Regions from separate parts of the Sus scrofa genome. Here region 2 is linked to region 1. Evidence: chromatin contacts called from public Hi-C data. All regions are on one chromosome and are shown on one strand. The core of a region is the stretch at or near the end of the contact, and the rest is flanking DNA. Distances in the headings are between cores, read along the strand shown. Region 1 holds the start of ASPA (aspartoacylase). Region 2 holds the start of SHPK (sedoheptulokinase).

The links. Hi-C and Micro-C count contacts between places; a contact is called where the count stands out from the background.
Region 2: a Hi-C map of liver shows a contact between it and region 1, with 4 times the contacts expected there. The contact joins the promoter of SHPK here to the promoter of ASPA in region 1. A contact is called at or near these places in 1 of 5 promoter capture datasets (liver), 17 of 47 Hi-C or Micro-C datasets (alveolar macrophages, blood, embryonic fibroblasts and 9 more) and 1 of 2 datasets of contacts at active chromatin or transcription factors (skeletal muscle).

What each region holds. Positions count from the first base shown.
Region 1 is chr12:49,611,518-49,614,217 of Sscrofa11.1, reverse strand. ASPA (aspartoacylase) reads right to left here and starts at 1,373. Exons shown (of 6, transcript NM_001123077.1): 1 at 1,138-1,373. The coding sequence starts at 1,373.
Region 2 is chr12:49,730,958-49,733,657 of Sscrofa11.1, reverse strand. SHPK (sedoheptulokinase) reads left to right here and starts at 1,339. Exons shown (of 7, transcript XM_005669118.3): 1 at 1,339-1,619. The coding sequence starts at 1,452. CTNS (cystinosin) reads right to left here. Exons shown (of 12, transcript XM_021067682.1): 1 at 2,475-2,700; 2 at 848-1,988.

The DNA of each region.
Region 1 (2,700 bases), core at 124-2,623:
TTTTAGGTGAATAGATAAACTTTAATTGTGTCGATATAACCTCAGACATGGTTTGATGTACAAGGTATGACTAATGTATAAGTGCCTCAGAAAACGTCTATTCCATAAAGTGAGACAAATTTGTATGAATGTGGTAACCATCTTTTGATCTGTGATGGGATTAAATTGAAGCAACTCTCTAAACTCAAATTAGGATTTAACAGAAAATGAGTACATAAAGCAGTACTATGGTAGTTGTTTCTGTACATGACTGATATCTTAGCTTGCAGTCTGTTAGCTCATTGAGATTAAAAACCATTTTGTACATAGCTTTGTATATCCATGATACCTGGCACAGCGCCCTGTGAAGAGTGGGTGTTTAATAATATTTTTATGTAAATGAAAGAAAAAAGTGGTAAAAAGCTCATAGGCATATATATTTTTGGTAGTGGCTATAATGATGTATACAAAGGCAAAAATAATTAATAAGGACAAACCTAGAGTGTTATGTACATTGTATGCAATGTGTCATCAACTATAATTTAAATTCAGGTCTCAGTGATCCCCACTGAAGGTAGGACATCTACTCCTCAGATCACAGAGTGGACTAATGTTTTCTGAGGGTATTTATTCACTCTTTCATGCAACAAATATTAGTCGAAACATTACACATTTCTTAACTAGAACTTTAGGCATCATCATAAACATAGTTGCAGAAAAAGGAGCATTGTGCCACCTAGAAAGCTAACAAATATGTACCTAAGCATAATGGCCAAATATTAATGGAATGCAAAAGACTATTAAATCTGCTTCTTTACAGATACGATTTAAAAAATAAAAGCTTCTGTAATCTGTTGTTTCAGTCTGCATAGAATACATTTAAAAAGAAAAATCAGTTAAAAACCATCTGATGTTTTAAAAAGTTTCTAAAAGAGCACATGAATGCTCAGTTTAGATAACTGAGTAATTCATAATGGAGTATGATTAAAAGTGAAAGTGCTCTTATTCACAAGAGCAACTGTATGTATGGATATGAATATCATATGCATATACACATACACATGCTCTCACACATACTACTTTTCAGACAGACAGACAGACACACACACACACCCCTGTGCATGCACACACATACAACACAAATAAGAACAGTCTTACCCAAGATTTTCAGGGTCAAAAACTCGATTCAGGTCACAGTCAATATATCTGGTGCACTTCTCCACTGCTCTTGGGTTGGTTATAAATGGTTTTACCTCCAGCCCTGTTCTCTGAATCTCAGTGTTGTTCTCCAGCCAGTGCTTAACTAGAAATACTCCTGTGAGCTCATTCCCATGAGTTCCTCCAAATATAGCAACCTTTTTTATGGGATCTTCAGCAACTTGACAAGAAGTCATTTTATCAGGTAGTTTTATCTGATTTCTGCAATTCAGAAGGGAGGAGATCAAAGAAAACTTAATTTCTTAAGCAAACTTCAGAAATTTAAATCTAAATGAGACTTTAACCAAAGTGCAAAGTACAGAGTTCTCTTGAGTGGAGTATATTTTAATTTTCTGTTAGTTCTGAGCCTTGTTTATTATAAGGACACTCCCTTCTTTAGCCCTGCCCTTTACCATATTTGGATTAAAATATGCAGAGATCAACTAGAGATACAGCTGTTTACTTTAACTTCTAACTCCCTCAAATGGTCGTTAGACCTAAATGCAATAAAAATTAGCATCTCACACTAATGCAAAACTTCTGTTTTCTCTTCAGCTAGAATGTCATCTAATGGTGCATTCACTACTGTTTTAGTAATAAAAATAGATTATATTTTTCTTATCCTCAAAAATATAAAAGAGAAGTGGCCCACGATGTGCGTGTTATTATTCAGTATTTCTGTTTCCACTTTAAACCACTTCCTCTGAATTGAGTTCAGCAGCTCCCCCCAGCCCCGCTTAAATCATCAGAGGCCACGTGAATTTCATCTCTACATACAGCCAAAGGCAGAACTCAGAGGGCTCCTCTGGAACCAGCCTCCTTTCTTTGCAAATGCTTTTTTTTTTTTTTTTTTTCTTTTTAGGGCTGCATCCGCAGCATATGGAAGTTCCCAGGCTAGGGGCTGAATCAGAGCTGCAGCTGCCAGCCTATGCCACAGCCATAGCAACGTGGAATCTTTAACTCACTGAGTGAGGCCAGGGATCGAACCTCTATCCTCATGGATACTAGTCGGGTTCATTATCCTCTGAGACACGATGAGAGCTCCCCAGAATGCTTTCTCATGGTCAGAGACACAAGAACCAAATCATGATCACTGTAAAAAGCTACTTTGAAACATGCTTTCTTTCTCATGAAGTTATTGGTGATTCTGTGTTGACTTCCTTAGGGATCTTCCTCACTCTTTGCCTGAAAAGGAAAGGAAAAACAACTGTTAGTAATTTTCAAGTTTTTGAGATGCCTGAAAATGTCCTGGGGCATGCTATATATACTATGATATGCTAGATTATATGAGTTTGTGTGGACACAGCCCAATTTACTGGGAGCAGGGACTCTCTTTCCACTGGAATGTGTTGCTCAAGAGGGGGTCGTTTTAGGGGAAATCATCTAGAATACTGTATGTACTAAGATGATTACGTCCCTTTGGAGAAATGACTCTGAGCCAAATCTGATTTGATTTCATGCTCAACCATCCAGAAAGTCAAATACGTTCAAGTATGAAAAACACTATGTGCTAGTAATGGGAGA
Region 2 (2,700 bases), core at 90-2,589, 120 kb before region 1:
CTCCCTGGATCTTCTCTTGGAGAAATTAATACAAACAGTGGCAAAGAGTGTGCCCCTTGGAGACAGACTTCACAGGTTTGAACCTGAGCTCCCCGTTTATTAGCTGTGTGGCTCTGGGTGCTACTTAACCTCCTCAAGCTTCAATTTCCTAAAGTGAAAACATGGGCAGTGGGAACTAAGTCATAGGGCTTATATGAGATGAAACATTAAGCACGGTTTGTGGCCTTTTAATCAGAAGTATTAAAACTTCAAGGGGGTGGGTGTTGGTAAGGAAAAAAAGTTGAGAAACAATAAAGTAAATACAGCTGGTGCCCAGGGCGCCTAGCAAGCTCTCACAAAGCCCGGGCTGTTGTTTTCTTCAATGTTGTTGAAAAAGGCTGGGCCCAGTCGTCCTCCCTTTCTCTATCCTGAAAGCCCCGGAGGGCGGGGCCGGATCTCATCCTGCCCACTCCCCTGGGGCCAGGCTGGCACTTGAGCACCCTAAAAGGAGTTCGAAGTGGTCTTTTCAGCGTCTCACATCCGCAGAGCAATCTGCAAACTCCCAGACCCAGATTCAGGAGGCAACTAAGCAAAAGGCGGGGAAAGGGGCGCTAACCTGCACTGTAGAGCCTCCCAAAGCACCTCGGCAGCCTAGTGTCCCTGCCTCCACTCGCTACCACCCGAGCCCTTCAATCTGGGGGCTCTCCGCGAGGCCGGGGCTGGCGGCAAGAGACAGAACCCGGCGCAGCTAAGAGAGGCTGGAAGCGCGGCAGGCTGTCCAACTGGCTTGCTGTGCGAGTCTCTGGACCTCAGGGGGTGCGCCTGAGAAATGAGGGGGAGAGGCTTTCGGGGCCGCGCAGGCTCTCACCTGAGGTCCTCTAGCTTCAGAGGACCGGTTGCACTGGACGCAGGAGCGGCTCTCGACGGTACCCGCCTCTCTCCGCCGGCTTGACTTAACTGTGGGGCGGGCCAGAAGTCACCTGACCCGAGCCACCTGATTCACGGAGGCCAGATCTCGGCGCGATGCACCCTGGGAGCTGTAGTTTTTCCGCGTCTCAGAGGGACAATTAGGGGTTGGAGCGAAGCGGAGGGGCGCAGGCAACTCGGCAGGGATGGGGACTCGGGTATGTGAGAGGGTTTAGTCAGCAATAGGGCCACAGAGGCTCTCTCATCCCCCAGCGCCTCTCGGTATCCCGAAGAACTTTGTTGAGCGAGGACAAAGCTTCACTCCAATTCGCAAATCTTGCTCTGCGGGGCGGGGCCCCTAGGTCCCGCCCTCCACCACGGCTCCGCCTATAGCAGGGGACGGTCACGCGGGGCGCGCGACTCAACCTTCCTCAACCAATGGGGAGACGAATTCGCCCGTGTCCAGCGTGTCTGGAAAGAGTGGCAGGCGAGGCTCCGCCTTGGCTCCCTGGTCCTGGGCGAAGTGTGCGGGAGAGGGCGCCTCGGCCCCAGACGCAAGCGCTGCCATGGCTGCTCGATCTGTCACTCTGGGCATCGACTTGGGCACCACATCTGTGAAGGCGGCCTTGGTGGAAGCCTCACCGGGTGACCCTTCCGGGTTCGTGGTACTGGCGAGCTGTGCACGAGCTGCGCAGGCCGAGACGGCGGCCCAGAGCGCGGCGGCCGGGTCCCAGGTGAGGCAGCGTCCTGGAGTCGCGCCGCCTCCAGGAGCCTCCACTCTTCCTCCTCAAACAAGTCTCCCTGACAGCTCCAGCCTGCCTGATCTCTGCCTGCCTGCTGCAACTCCCTCCATTAGGTTTCCTCTCAGGAAATTTCCCACCTCCTGGCACCGATCTTCCCGACTCTCCGGCCTTCTCGAGGAGCCTTGCCCTTGGCTCTCTATGTATATCCCCTTGCTCTCTGCACTCTTACCTTGTGTACCTTGACCTGCAGGTAGTTGCTCTCTTATACATGGAGAGATCTCAGGTCTCCTTATTTTTGTGGCTCTCTGCCCCGCACATTTGCCAGTGTCCTCGATTCTCTAGGGCAAGGTCTGCTTTTTCCTTGAGAAATCAGATGTAGAATCAGATGTAGCCTGCCCCTTTCTCAACCAGATGTAACCTGCCCCAGTCCCAGAAGAGGTCTGTGAGTGGAGGGACTCAAACACTTGGACAGCAAAAGTGCCCCAGCCCCAAAGGCTGATACACCTTTGGAGGAAAGACATCAGGACAGATAGAAAGACATTGAGAGAGATCTTGATTAAAATATTAGAAAAAGTCAGAGTTCCCATTGTGTCTCAGCGGTAACGAGTCCTACTAGTATCCATAGAATGTGGGTTTAATCCCTGGCCTGGCTCAGTGGGTTAAGGATCCGGTGTTGCTGTGAGCTGTGGTGTAGGCCAGGAGCTGCTGCTTGAACTCCAGCCCTAGGCTGGTAACTTCCATGTGCCAAGGGTTCAGCCCTAAAAAAAAAAAAACAAGAAAAGAAAAGAAAAAACAATTAGAAAAAGTTCAAATTGTTAAAGCTACAAGATAGAAACAAAATCTCACCTCCGTGTGTTCAGCTGAGGCATATGGGTTCCGAAAGGATGTCAATCCCCAAAGCTGGGTTCCATTAACTCCCAGAGAAACGTAGCTTATGTTCAGATCATTGACACTAGAAATTAACATCAAGGAACTTTGTGTGTAACCTCACGAATTTTTTTTTTCCTCCTGGATCTCAGCTTGTTCTCAGAGTTGAAATAAGTGACCTTTATGGTCCCTTCCAGCCACAAAT